2 separate regions of the Mus musculus genome follow, and region 2 is linked to region 1. The links are chromatin contacts, called in public Hi-C maps. All regions are on one chromosome and are shown on one strand. The core of a region is the stretch at or near the end of the contact, and the rest is flanking DNA. Distances in the headings are between cores, read along the strand shown.

Region 1 (5,956 bases), core at 2,587-5,086:
AGGTGCTGAAAGTAGGCTTGGGTATCAGCGTATGGAGCTTGGATTTTGCTCTACAAGTAGCAAGCAACCTCATGAGATAGTTAGCAGTCATACACAGCAACACTGTGTAACAAACAGGAGGGAGAACAAAAAAATCTCAGGGCTTCCCAGGGACAGATGACTGTTTTTATCTCATGTCCCAGCTCCCTCTATGTCATCTGCAGTCACAGGCCTTAGGGCTTCACTGTGGGACTTAGCTGAGGGCATCCCTCAAATCTGGGACATGCCTTTCTCATATCAGAGGCCAAAGAGCCCCAGATGATCCTGATTGCTGTCTTTGATCACAGTCACGGAGCCAAGGCCCAGCCTCTGTGAGGGGACAGCAGGTCTCCATGAGCTTGAGTAAGCAAGGGACAAGGAGTCAGGATTAGGGCCAAGAGAAAGAGGCTTAAAGGAGAGCAGGCATTTCAGGCACCTGTGGGGAGTGCGGAGATGCACTGATGTGGGTGGAAGGGCCAGGAGTGAGCTCAGAGGCCTTCAGGCAGGTGATGATCCCTGGCTGAAGAGATAAAGGAGGAGGTGGAGAAAAGAGAGTCAGTATTTCAAAGGTGAAATAGAGAACTATCTCTGTCCACGTGGGCTAGGTCTGAGCACGCTCAGTTTGAGATTCCTTGGCCCCACCCATGTAGGGATGTCATATCTGGCCTCGTTCAGTTCTACATACCAGAAAACAGCTATATAGCCCAAATCTCAGCTTATTCCAAAATCTAAGTCCAGCAAGCCCTAGATATAACTTGATTACCACCACCACTAATATTTTTTCTCTACCTGTGCCCTCAACTTCCTTCAGAATGTGATCTAAGAGCTATCCTGAGAGTAACAGTGGGCATTAGCTCTGAGAGTTCGTTTCCCAACTCTTAGGGTACAGAGATATTGAAAGCCAACACTGTTCACGGGGAACACCTCTTCCCAAGTCTTCTCAGGTTAAGAGAAAACGAGAGAAAACGTCCTTGTCGCCTTCCACCCCGAGTCTATTGGTTCCCCAGACCAAGGCCCAACACAAACAGCTCTAGTTTGTTCTGAAACTGGCAAATATGGCCCAGGATGGGGAGCAGCTGTAATTGCAAAAAGCTCTTGGCCCACTGAGACAGGCTTTAATCCTTTTTTAGGCACACAGCATTCTTTGAGTATGGCTTTATTTTCTATAAATTATTATCATGCAAGGGCACTCAGTGTTTAGAATATAAAACAAGATGGACCCAGGCTTCCTGCTGTGTTCCCCACAGTGGTTCCAGGGTAAGGATAGTTTCTGCAAACACTCCGTGTGTTTGTAAAACACATTATGGCTAGAGTCTTGACTGCTCCCTTCCTTCCCCAGGTAATATCCCCAACCCACAGTTAAAGTTACTGGAACAAGGGACAAGACCTCTTGGAACGTCAGATGTCTCAGCAGCAATGAGGCAAGCGTGGAGATGTTTGGTCTTAACATGTTACTAAGAATGTAGGTGATTGATAGTCCACCTGAATGATATCTCACAAATAATTCTCTCAGAGCATACCAGAAAACAGCTATATAGCCCAAATCTCAGCTTATTCCAACATCTATAGATATAACTTGATTACCCCCACCACTAATATTTTTTAGTGTGTGTGTGTGTGTGTGTGTGTGTGTGTGTGTGTGTGTATGTGTAGGTTTGCATACTTTTGGAGATCAGAGGTCAGACACAGTGTGGTTTCTCAGGGGCTCTTCACCTTGAGTTTTTTCAGACAGGTTCTTTCACAGGCCTGGAACTCAGTGATTAAGCAGGCAAATTGGCCACTGAACTCCAGGGACCCCCCCCCCCTCGCAAGGTGGCTGTCCTAGCCACCCCCCACCCCAGTGCTATGTTTACAAGGGTGTACCACTCTGCCTGGCTTTTTAATGTAGATGCTGGGTCTTGAACTTGGAACAACTTCATGTTTGTAACTTTACCAACCCCCTCCCTAGCCCCCCAGTTATTTTTTGGATGTGAATTCCAGGGGGCTGTATCCTCTTGTCATTTCTCAAACCACTTGTCATTTCTCAAACCATCTGTCTGGAGAGCACAAAGGAAGTGTTTGCTGAGCAGAGCAAAGGTAGTTCCCCCTGTGGCTGGAAGACTACATCCCTCTACAGCTTCCACCCGTGGGAGGGGAAAATATTGAACGTGGAGTGATTTAGCCAGGCTGTGGCAAACGTGGGCTCTGAGGTCACAGAACAAGGGCAGGAGTCCTGGCTGGGGCATCTCAGCTGAGTGTCTTTAAAACCTGATTCCCTCACGGAGCAGATGCAAAACAAAAGAATACAACGTATAAGAAGCTTTTAGAGAGTGTCAGATCGTCTCAGTAACACTAACAGGATAGGGCCATGAGCGAACCCCAAGTCCTTCCAGCTGACCTTTGTTAGAAACCATGGTCCTCTGTGAATATCCATTGCAGAGAACTTTGAAGGAAATACAGCCATGGTATTTTTCTTTGAGTGCCCAGGCTTGAGTCCTGTGGTCCAATTAGAACCCCTGGGCAAAGTGAGATATAGAGACCAAAGGATGTTGGCTTGTCTGGTCTATGTAAGAACCTTGGAAAGGGTCTGTATAGTTCTCCAAGTCGCACACACCCTAGCTGGCTCTTCCAGGTTTGGTTTATGCCCTAGTTTGAGTCTCAGGTTTGGGGATCACAAGGTGCTTGGCCGGGAGGGGTGGATTAGATGTTCTGCCGAGAAAGGTGCACCTGTCTATGTCAGTGTTTGAAGGAGTGTTAGCCAAGGACCCCACACAAGGCAGGGGAGGGGGCTGTGGCTGTGAACAGGAAGATCTGACTGTGACTCCTTGCCCTGTGTTGTGTGGGAAAGCCTAGACTCTTCAACTGAAAGGCAAGGGCCAGGGCGGCCTCTCCGATTTGCTTTCTGCATTCTTCTGGCTACCAGAAAGAATGTGCTAGAAGAGTACTCACCCACGGAAGGAATGAAGTTCTGACATCTTGCTACAGCGTGACTGCACCTTGAAAAACAGCTTTAATAAATGATGACGTCACTCACCAAAGGGGCAGGTACGGTACTGTTGTACTTCTGGGAGGTTAGGGTAGACATGCTGGGACAGAGGGAGACGGAGGTCACCGGGAGCATTTTCTGGCTTCCCGGTTTCAGCGTGAGATGAGAGTGAAGTTCTGGAGATGGGTGGTGGTTAATGGTTGCACAGACTTAACACCACTGGGGTTAAAATGAGGCATATTATGCTACATCCACTGTAAGATGCACCCCCCCCTGAAAGATATGGTATAAATAGGTTGTAATATGGGATTCTAAACTCCTTTGCTATTTTTCAGAGGGAGAGAGACCAAAGGACAGTAGGAGCTAAGTTGTATGTCTGTTGGACCTGGTTGGTGTCTTCTGGCTTGGCAGGTACTAGGTAGGGCTCAGTCGGATCCAGAGGCCTACCTTTGGCTGGTCCTCGAACTCTTTCCTGTTAACATAATGTATAGGGTTTCTCCCATTCGGCCGCTAACCTCCTCCTCATAGCACTTAAACACCCAGGTTCCACTTAAAAAAAAACCCAAAAAACAAAAACCCTAATTCTATTCTAACTGCCATCTTTGTTTACTTGTGTAAACAACAGGAGCAGATCCTATTTGGTTATCACTTAAATGCTAAAAAAGAAAGAAAAACAACAACAACAACAACAACAAAAAACACCAATAAGAGGGGAAAACGTGGAAGGAAAACCATCTCTGTGTGTGCGGATTTTGAAAAAACACCCTTCTTGACAATAAACAGCCGGGCTGGGAGGGCGCGGCTGGGAGTCTTTGGAGGGGGCGTGCTGCTCTGCGGCGCCCTCTGGTGGCCGCATCCCGGCATGGTCACGCTCCACTGAGGCTTCTCCAGGGGTTGGCATTTGGGGCCTTGGTGAAGGACAGTTCTCAAAAAGAGATTTACAATCACAAGCCACAGCGTGGTGCTTCAGGTGGAGGCCCTGGAAACAACGCATCCATTCTGGACGGCTCTCTCTCTGATGGTGGCCAGTGAGGAAGATACCAAGAAGAAACAAAACAAAACAAAACAAACGAAAAAACGTGTGGCCCATCCATTATACTTATGTTGTGTGATATTGTTCCTCAGAGGGCAAAGCCGATGAGAGGAATAAGTGATTGAAACAATCATTTCATTCCCTTGGCAGGAATTCAGTCATTAGCGATATACCTATTTTACAAAGGCAGACTAGATACATTAGAGATTGAAGAAACTGGAGCAGATGTTTTCCCTCTGATAAGCACCATTCTATTAAAAAAAAACCAAAAAACCAACTCTAGAGGGTTGGAATTTGCCCAGAAAACAGGAATACATGGGTTTTTAGGTCCTTTGACATTTAAAAAATTCCAGGAAATACTACAAGTGTGATCTCTAACCAGCATAGGGACTTACATAGGACTGCACACAGCCACAGCCACGGTGGCTTAAGTAATGAGGGTCTCCTCAGTGTGTGAGTGTGTGTGAGTGTGTGTATGTGTGTGTGTGAGAGAGAGTGTGTGTGAGTGTGTGTGTGAGTGTGTGTGTGTGAGTGTGCGTGTGAGAGTGTGTATGTGTGTGTGTGAGTGTGTGTGTGAGTGTGTGTGAGAGTGTATGTGAGTGTGTGTGTGAGTGAGTGTGTGTGAGTGTGTGTATGAGAGTGTGTGAGAGAGTGTGTGTGTGTGAGTGTGTGTGTGAGTGTGTGTGTGAGAGTGTGTGAGTATGTGTGTGTGTGAGTGTGTGTGAGAGAGAGTGTGTGTATGTGAGTGTGTGTGTGTGTGTATGTGTGAGTGTGTGTGTGTGTGTGTGTGTGTGTGTGTGTGGGTCACAGGTATCCCACATGCTTTCAAGTTCCTCAGTAGTTTCTTGTGGACACTTTATGTTTTGAGGCAGCCATTGTCACCATTTCATAGTCCCAGGAGGAGGTGAGGTTCCAGTGCTGGCGACTTGATGACGGTCCAGTACAGCCCCCAAATCTTAGTGAGGCGAAGCATACCACCTGGTGTTAGTGCTGGATGTAAATTCTTGTCCCCACATCTATCCTGGGACAGAGCAGCTTAAGCCCTAAGGAACCTGGAGGAGGCTAAGGCTACTCGAGTGTGAGGGTCATAGGTTGTATCAGACTCCTCTAGATGCTCACAGAGATCTGCAAAGGCTCACCCCTAACTCCTAAGGATGGTGTCAGGCAAGTATTGATCTGGATGGGGCCCAGCTAACTCTCTTGTGTGGCTCTGCTTCTAAGACACTGGTGCTGGTGGGATTTGAACTCAGGCCTGTCTTTTCTCACCTGCAGACCTCTGCTTAGAATCCCCTGTCTAGCGATTGGATATTTCCCTCTGCTTGGGTATATGTGCACCTGCCTTCCAAGAAATATCTGTGACTCAGCTAGCAAGTCCCAGGTGAACCTAGGACCATGGAAGGGACCTGCCACCTAGTTTTGGGTGAATGGCTTAACTATAAGTTGGCTGCTTTCTTCTGGGGGAGATTTTATTTTTTCCTCTGAGAGAGCCACAGGGAGATACCACACACTAAACCCCAGGCATCCTCAGAATTTGGTACTGCAGGTAAGGCTTGGCATGGCCACGTTCAACACCGGGTATAAAGACATCATGAAGACTTACAGGTGGTTGATTAACATTAGGAACAGGGGGAGACCAGAATATGTCAGTCTTGAAAAAGGTTACCAAGCAACAGGTCAGGAAACAGAGGTCCTAGAAGAGGTGACACACAGGGCTAGAAAGGGTCTAGCGTCTGAGAACTGAATTTCTTTGGGTCGGAATACCTATGACCAGACCAGGCTCCTCTCATCCCGTGACCTGTGCAATGAATGGCACTTTTGTTGCTGTCACTGTGATAAAACACCTGACAGAAACCACATTAAGGAAGGAAGGGTTTATTCTGGCTCCTGGTCTGAGGTATAATCCAGCGTCATGGAGAGGGAGAGCAGGAGGTGCTGGTCAC
Region 2 (5,956 bases), core at 2,134-4,633, 520 kb before region 1:
CCATATCTGAGACACCAAGAGGCAGAGTGAGGGGTGCATCTGTGGAAAGGAGCTCTGGCCTGAGTAACAGCCAGGTTTTCATCAAACCTTGCTCCTCCCAATCCTGCCCAGGGCAGCTGCTTCAGTGGCCTCTGGCTTGATGCCCAGCATGAAGAAGGCAGTCCTGCCCAGCTCTCTCCCCTTTCCCACCCTTGCTCGTCATGAGTGCTTTGGGGGATCAGGGGGTCCTGGGTACCCCCACTCAGCTGAACCACTTAGGACATGTGTTAAACCATATCCTCACCCCCACCTCCGCCTGCCTGGGGTGACAATCACCCATTAGATTATGGACTTGAAGTCCATTAAAGGTTTGATATGCCTTTGATTTGATTCACTGGGCCTCATCTTTTAAGGAAAACTCAGTCTTTTTAGAATTTATGTTTTACTATATTTTTATCTGAAGATTTATATTTTATAGCTTCCATAATTACTTTGTAACTCTGAAAGAGTTAATTGAAATCATAATCTTAAAATGACATAATATTCATTCAAATTCTAAGGTTGGAGTAGAAAAAAATGGACAAAGAAGGAAAGCACATTATTTAGATGACAACACAAAAGCTCCTATCTATCTCATTTCTGAAATAAAGACTCTATTTCAGCCCTTTGAAACCTAGTTTTCCAAAATCCAAAGGGCTAAATTTTAGTTAATTCAAATCACTCACTGTCTCCAGCACGGGGACCTTACTATAACCAGGGGCTTGGGCTGTGGATTTTGGGGGGGTAGGGTGGCGGGAGGGGGGAGCTGGTCTCTGACATTTTAATGCACTCTTTCCATTAATGTGTTTCCACATCAGCAGCTTCACGTCCATCAGCAGAACGGCATCAGGCTAGCCTCAGAGCAAAACACTGAGAAAGTACCTTGCCGGCAAAGAGCGGTACAGGCTATGAATTATACAGGAATGGTGTGTCTTAACAAGAGCTGCTCGGAGAGCGGATGTGTGGTACACACCAGTACAGGCCCAAGGGTCTCTGCCGAAAAGCCAGACTAACATCTCTCTGTCTGGATCAGGTCCAGATCGTCCTCCACAGAGGAAGGCTGCTGGTCGCCTAGTCTTGCGAAGCTCAGTTCCTTCCAAACTTCAAATGCTTGTGTTGTTGGCCATAGAGTAGTGACCACCATGTGATTTCAAAGGTCATCCATTCCTCTGAGAGGTGAGAAGGATGAAAGAGGTGTCAGCTCATGGTCACAGCTCCCTGCTTGTAGGTCTATCTGCTCGCGTTCCGGCTTCTTAGTGGGACTGCCTTCTAGTCAAGCAGAGTGAGGCTTCTAACTGACTGATTCTAGCATTCATTTATTTTTAAAAACTAAGTCTGAGAGTCTCCTCCCCCTGATGCTTGTTGAGACCATGGTGACTCCTCCAGGGACAGCAGACAAAGTCCAGCATGTGGCCTGCACCCCACAGCTGCTTCTCCCTCCGTTTTAATGATGGCAGAAGCGGCCCCAGCATGGGCAACCACAGGGTGAAACAGACTGGAATCCAACCCATCTGTGCCAGTAAGGGCCTACTCCTGCCCTGCAACAAGGTCCCAAGCTGCCCAGGCTCCAGGCCCCGGGCCAGTGCACAGCCCAGATCCTCTTTAGCACAAGCCGCTGGAGCTCAGCCCTCTGCAGAGAGAATGGCCTTGCTCAGACACATAGCCAGGTTCATTTTCTAGTAGCAGAATAGCTTTTATAGGATAACGCGTATGCAAAGCAAGAGTTCACCCCTTCACCAAGTTTAGGGACAGCACTGCACGGAACAAGACAGACAGCCCTTGCATCTGCTATGCCTTGCCACTACTTCAATGACCTCTAGTGACCCCAGTAATATCAGCACCTTCCAGCATAAAATAAAGGGCAGAGACTAAACAGTGTCCAAAAACCTTCTTGCTCCAGATTCTGAGCCTGTAATTGAAGCTCTGCTCTTTTGGGAGCCAACACAATGAGAACAGACTGACGATCTCTCAGACAACAGCAGACCTGGGACATCATCTTAAGAAGCTGGCAACGTTTATACTGTGCTGGGGGTTGGGGACTGTCATTGAGGGATGGAGTTCCTTCCAACCATCCTGGCTTCACGAGACCCAGGAATTTGTCAGTCTTTTGTAAAGTCATGGCTCTTGCTTGGAAGACCTTCTAAGAAAGACACATCTAGGCAATTCTTAAGGACCCAGCTCCATGTACCAACTACTGTATTTGGCAAAGAGGCTAACTGTTTAGAACCACAAGTTCTTCCTAGAATGAAGGAATGAGGCAGGGCACATTGTAGGGCTGAGGAAAGCTCTCTCACATGACTGCACGTGCTGTCAAGGTTACAGATAATAGACTTGGTCACTGCAAACATCCTATAAGCTATGGAGGTGTCGAGGATTCACAGCAAAGCCTCTTCAGGAAGCAGGGGCCAAGGTCTTCCCAAGCTTCTGGCAGACTCTACTCGGATGATGCACTCTTGAGAATACCTTCACACGAACTATCGACACTTTAAAACAATGCACAGTGAGGCCCTTTCTGAGTACAACCACTCCTTGTACGTCATTAGCTTTGAATGCTTGGGTACCATCATGTGCTTAACATAACGGATCCATACCACTTTCTATTACTGATCTTCTCCTTCATCCAAAAGATCAACAACAGAAACAACCTATATATTTGTAGCTTATTTCGTGTTGCAAGTGGATTATACACTTACAAATCACCCTAAAATGATATCAATGAAACCCCTTTTCAAACAGCTAAACTGCTATTTTCTTCTGTATTTTACAATCAACTTGTGAATGTCCACATCATAACAGCCATACACAATCCTTCCTCTTTGTTAGCTACTTAGCTGAATTAGACACACACTTCCAACCTTCATCAATAATTTGTCCTTTTGTAATTCTTTTTCAGGTTCCAGGCTCTTTGGGAGTGATGAAGCGAACATTAAAACAAACGCTGGCGCCCCAAAGGCTAAGTGTTCACTCCCTCCCCTCAAAAGAAATGCATGCCCTAAACTGGTTTCACCTGACATCCATCCATGGGGGTGGATGACCAAACAAGCAGAGAGAGTAAGACGCTCTGAGCTCCAGCACGGACAGCTATGGTGCACTGGGCAGGGCTCTCGGCCACAGGAACAGAGCCGTGTAAACCCTGGGTTCCCACAGCCCAGCCTGCACTCTGCCAGCAGGCACAGGAGGCCAGTCTGCTGCAAAGTGGGACAGAGGGCGCCTGAAATAGGAACTATACTTGGGTTTCTTTCTTTTTCAGAAAGGATATACTGTAAACATGAACGGTAACTTCCCAGGCAGCAGGTGGACAGGCAGGGCACCGCGCGCATGCGCGGGGGCTTTGCCAGGTGCAGACAGTCACAGTTGCCCCAGCTTTGCTCCTCCTCTCAATTCTAATTAAGGAGGAGGTGCAGCCTTCTAGGCAGTGCTCCCGGAAGTTGCTGGCTGGAGCACAGTCGATCTTCTCAGGCTGGTTAGCTAACATTGATTTTCTGCCCCAGTGGAAGAGATTTTACTCTGATGCATGTCATTTAAATTCATTTTACACAGCTGCTTAATGTGGCTTGGCAAGGCGCAGCAAACCAGCTTTGTGGGTCTAAACAGCACTCCTGAGTTGGGAAAGGACAGAGCCTGTGGCTCAGCAGCTGATGGCACATGTTTTTCTGCTCCTCTAGACTCATGAACTGACCCTGAAGGAACCATGTTAAAGTGCAAGAGAGGAAAAGCCAGGTTCCCAGGAATGCGTCTGTCTGTCTCACTTCATAGTTCTTTTACTTGGAGGATCACGCTCTGAGGATTCTTTGTTGCTTCGCATGGAGGACCATGTTTACAGAATTAACGACTTTCCAGGACAAAATGACCCTCTGCTCTTGCTGTCTGCAACGTGATGGGAAAGAAGACTGTGAGAAAGCTCGGCGTCAGGCCAGCCAGGGCCGAGGGCAGAGCTGGGTTTACTGTTCACAGGGCTGGGGAATGGTCCACTGTCCCTTACTACCAAGAACGGGGAATTTGGCGTGGGAGGATCCAATGAACATATATACAAACAATATTGTTAATATTATTGTTTAGTAACCCACCTAGTAACACATGCAGTTTATTAACCATACAGTTTCACAGCAGGGTACAGCAGCACTTTTGCTGTCTGTAATACTGCACTGACACCAAGACTAAAACACCACTGTGTAGGCAGAAAACTCTTGATTATTTTGTTGGATTCCCCTAGTCAAACATTCCAGGCCTCATTGGCTCCAAGGCAGGCTCAGAGAACAGTGAGGTCTCTCCTCTGCCCTGGGCAGCCCAGGCAGCAAGCCCAACTGCTACCGTGTCCAGGCTCCTGGGCAGGGGCTTTCAGGGTGGCAGCCCAGTACAGGTTCCTCTACAGAACATCAACACCAGATGGGCTTAGAGCAGAGAGGACTTCCTTGCTTCTGTGCAGTTAACAGTTTCTACTTTTCTTCTCAGGCATGAAGGAGCAGTCAGGTGAAGGACAGACACAGTCAGGACCTGGATGGAGGTATGCAGGCTTCCATCCCACTGCCATGGGATGGATATACAACAGATAGGAAGATGACCCTGTGACGTGGGTCTGCTGAGAGCTCTTCCAATGACAGCTTCAACGTAAATGCCCAGGTCTCCCAACAGCAAGCCCTGGGCATGCTGCTACTGCCCAGTCCTGGTCAGGCTCATTACCACAGGAGCCTGGCAGTTGCAACAGTTGAGGTACTGGGAAGAAAACATGGGGTGTGTGCCAGCCTCAGCCTGGCTGGGGTAAGCAGTGACCTAACATATGGTGTCCTAAAGTAAACACAAGAACAGGTTCTGTGGATTTGTTCGGAAGCACAGGTCTGAGTCCCTGACCATGCACTACTCCACACACAGTTGAGAAGGTCCCAGACAGGGATAAAGGACACTGCATTGGACCATATGGCTACCTGGGGTGGAGCTCTGCAAAACTCAACAGAGGTGGAGGAAAGGGTCAAAGAGAGAAAAGTAAGATGCTCATATTTATTCTCAACCTATCAATTCAGTATAGTTTTAACTGGAGGTGAATGAAATCAACATAAGCAGCCGCACCTGAACGGAGGAGAATGTGAGGTTAAGGTGTGGATTGGTCTGCTGATTAAACACAGAGAACAAATGTATGGCTATGTATTAACCCGTGAATTTCTATTATAAACGGACTCAGGAAGCATGGCAAGACTTTCATCAGGTGGGGCCCAGCCTTGCTGGCTCAGGTCATTACCCACTCCGTGCCATCAGAGGCCTTGTCAGATGCAATCACATACTTCCTACTTAACAGAAGGGAAGTAACTTGCTGTTATGAATTGCAACAATGGGCAGTTCATTTCAGCCATTCACATGGGAGCAGCTGTGCCAGACTCCAGCAGACTGTCTATTCAAACATTCCCTGTGGCCAGGCGGGGCTGGCTGTGGGCTGGACACTCAGGGTCAGGAGATCTGAAGTGAATGTAAAGGGCTAAGACAGAACAAGGAGGGAGTGACGGATCTCCATGTAATTCCTCCAAGGAAACATGCCAGTGTTCAGAACAGAGAATGGGACTGGGGGCTCTGCATTCCTGGAGCATCCGCTTCAGAGGAACTCTACACACACACATGTTCACAGACATCCACAGATTCACAGACACCTAAACATGCATGTTCACAGACATCCACAGATTCACAGACATGTAAACACACACATGTTCACAGACATCCACAGATTCACAGACATGTAAACATGCATGTTCACAGACATCCACAGATTCACAGACATGTAAACACATGCATGTTCACAGACATCCACAGATTCACAGACATGTAAACACATGCATGTTCACAGACATCCACAGATTCACAGACATCCACAGATTCACAGACATGTAAACACACGCATGTTCACAGACATCCACAGATTCACAGACACCTAAACATGCATGTTCACAGACAT

What was found. Hi-C and Micro-C count contacts between places; a contact is called where the count stands out from the background.
Region 2: a contact with region 1 is called in a Hi-C map of muscle stem cells, with 4 times the contacts expected there. The contact joins two enhancer-like sites. A contact is called at or near these places in 1 of 484 Hi-C or Micro-C datasets (muscle stem cells) and 1 of 9 other capture datasets (embryonic stem cells).

The regions. Positions count from the first base shown.
Region 1 is chr17:4,776,246-4,782,201 of GRCm38.p6, reverse strand. No RefSeq gene overlaps it. Among named protein-coding and RNA genes, the nearest start is that of Gm34371, 15 kb to the left of the region's middle. Within about 2 kb of position 3,836, at least 20 of the 459 cell types and tissues checked have an H3K27ac peak or open chromatin away from gene starts, as enhancers often do. A contact at or near this core is called in muscle stem cells, where this site is marked.
Region 2 is chr17:5,293,253-5,299,208 of GRCm38.p6, reverse strand. The region is part of intron 8 of Arid1b (AT rich interactive domain 1B (SWI-like)); the gene reads right to left. Among named protein-coding and RNA genes, the nearest start is that of Gm34854, 72 kb to the right of the region's middle. Within about 2 kb of position 3,383, at least 181 of the 459 cell types and tissues checked have an H3K27ac peak or open chromatin away from gene starts, as enhancers often do. A contact at or near this core is called in muscle stem cells, where this site is marked.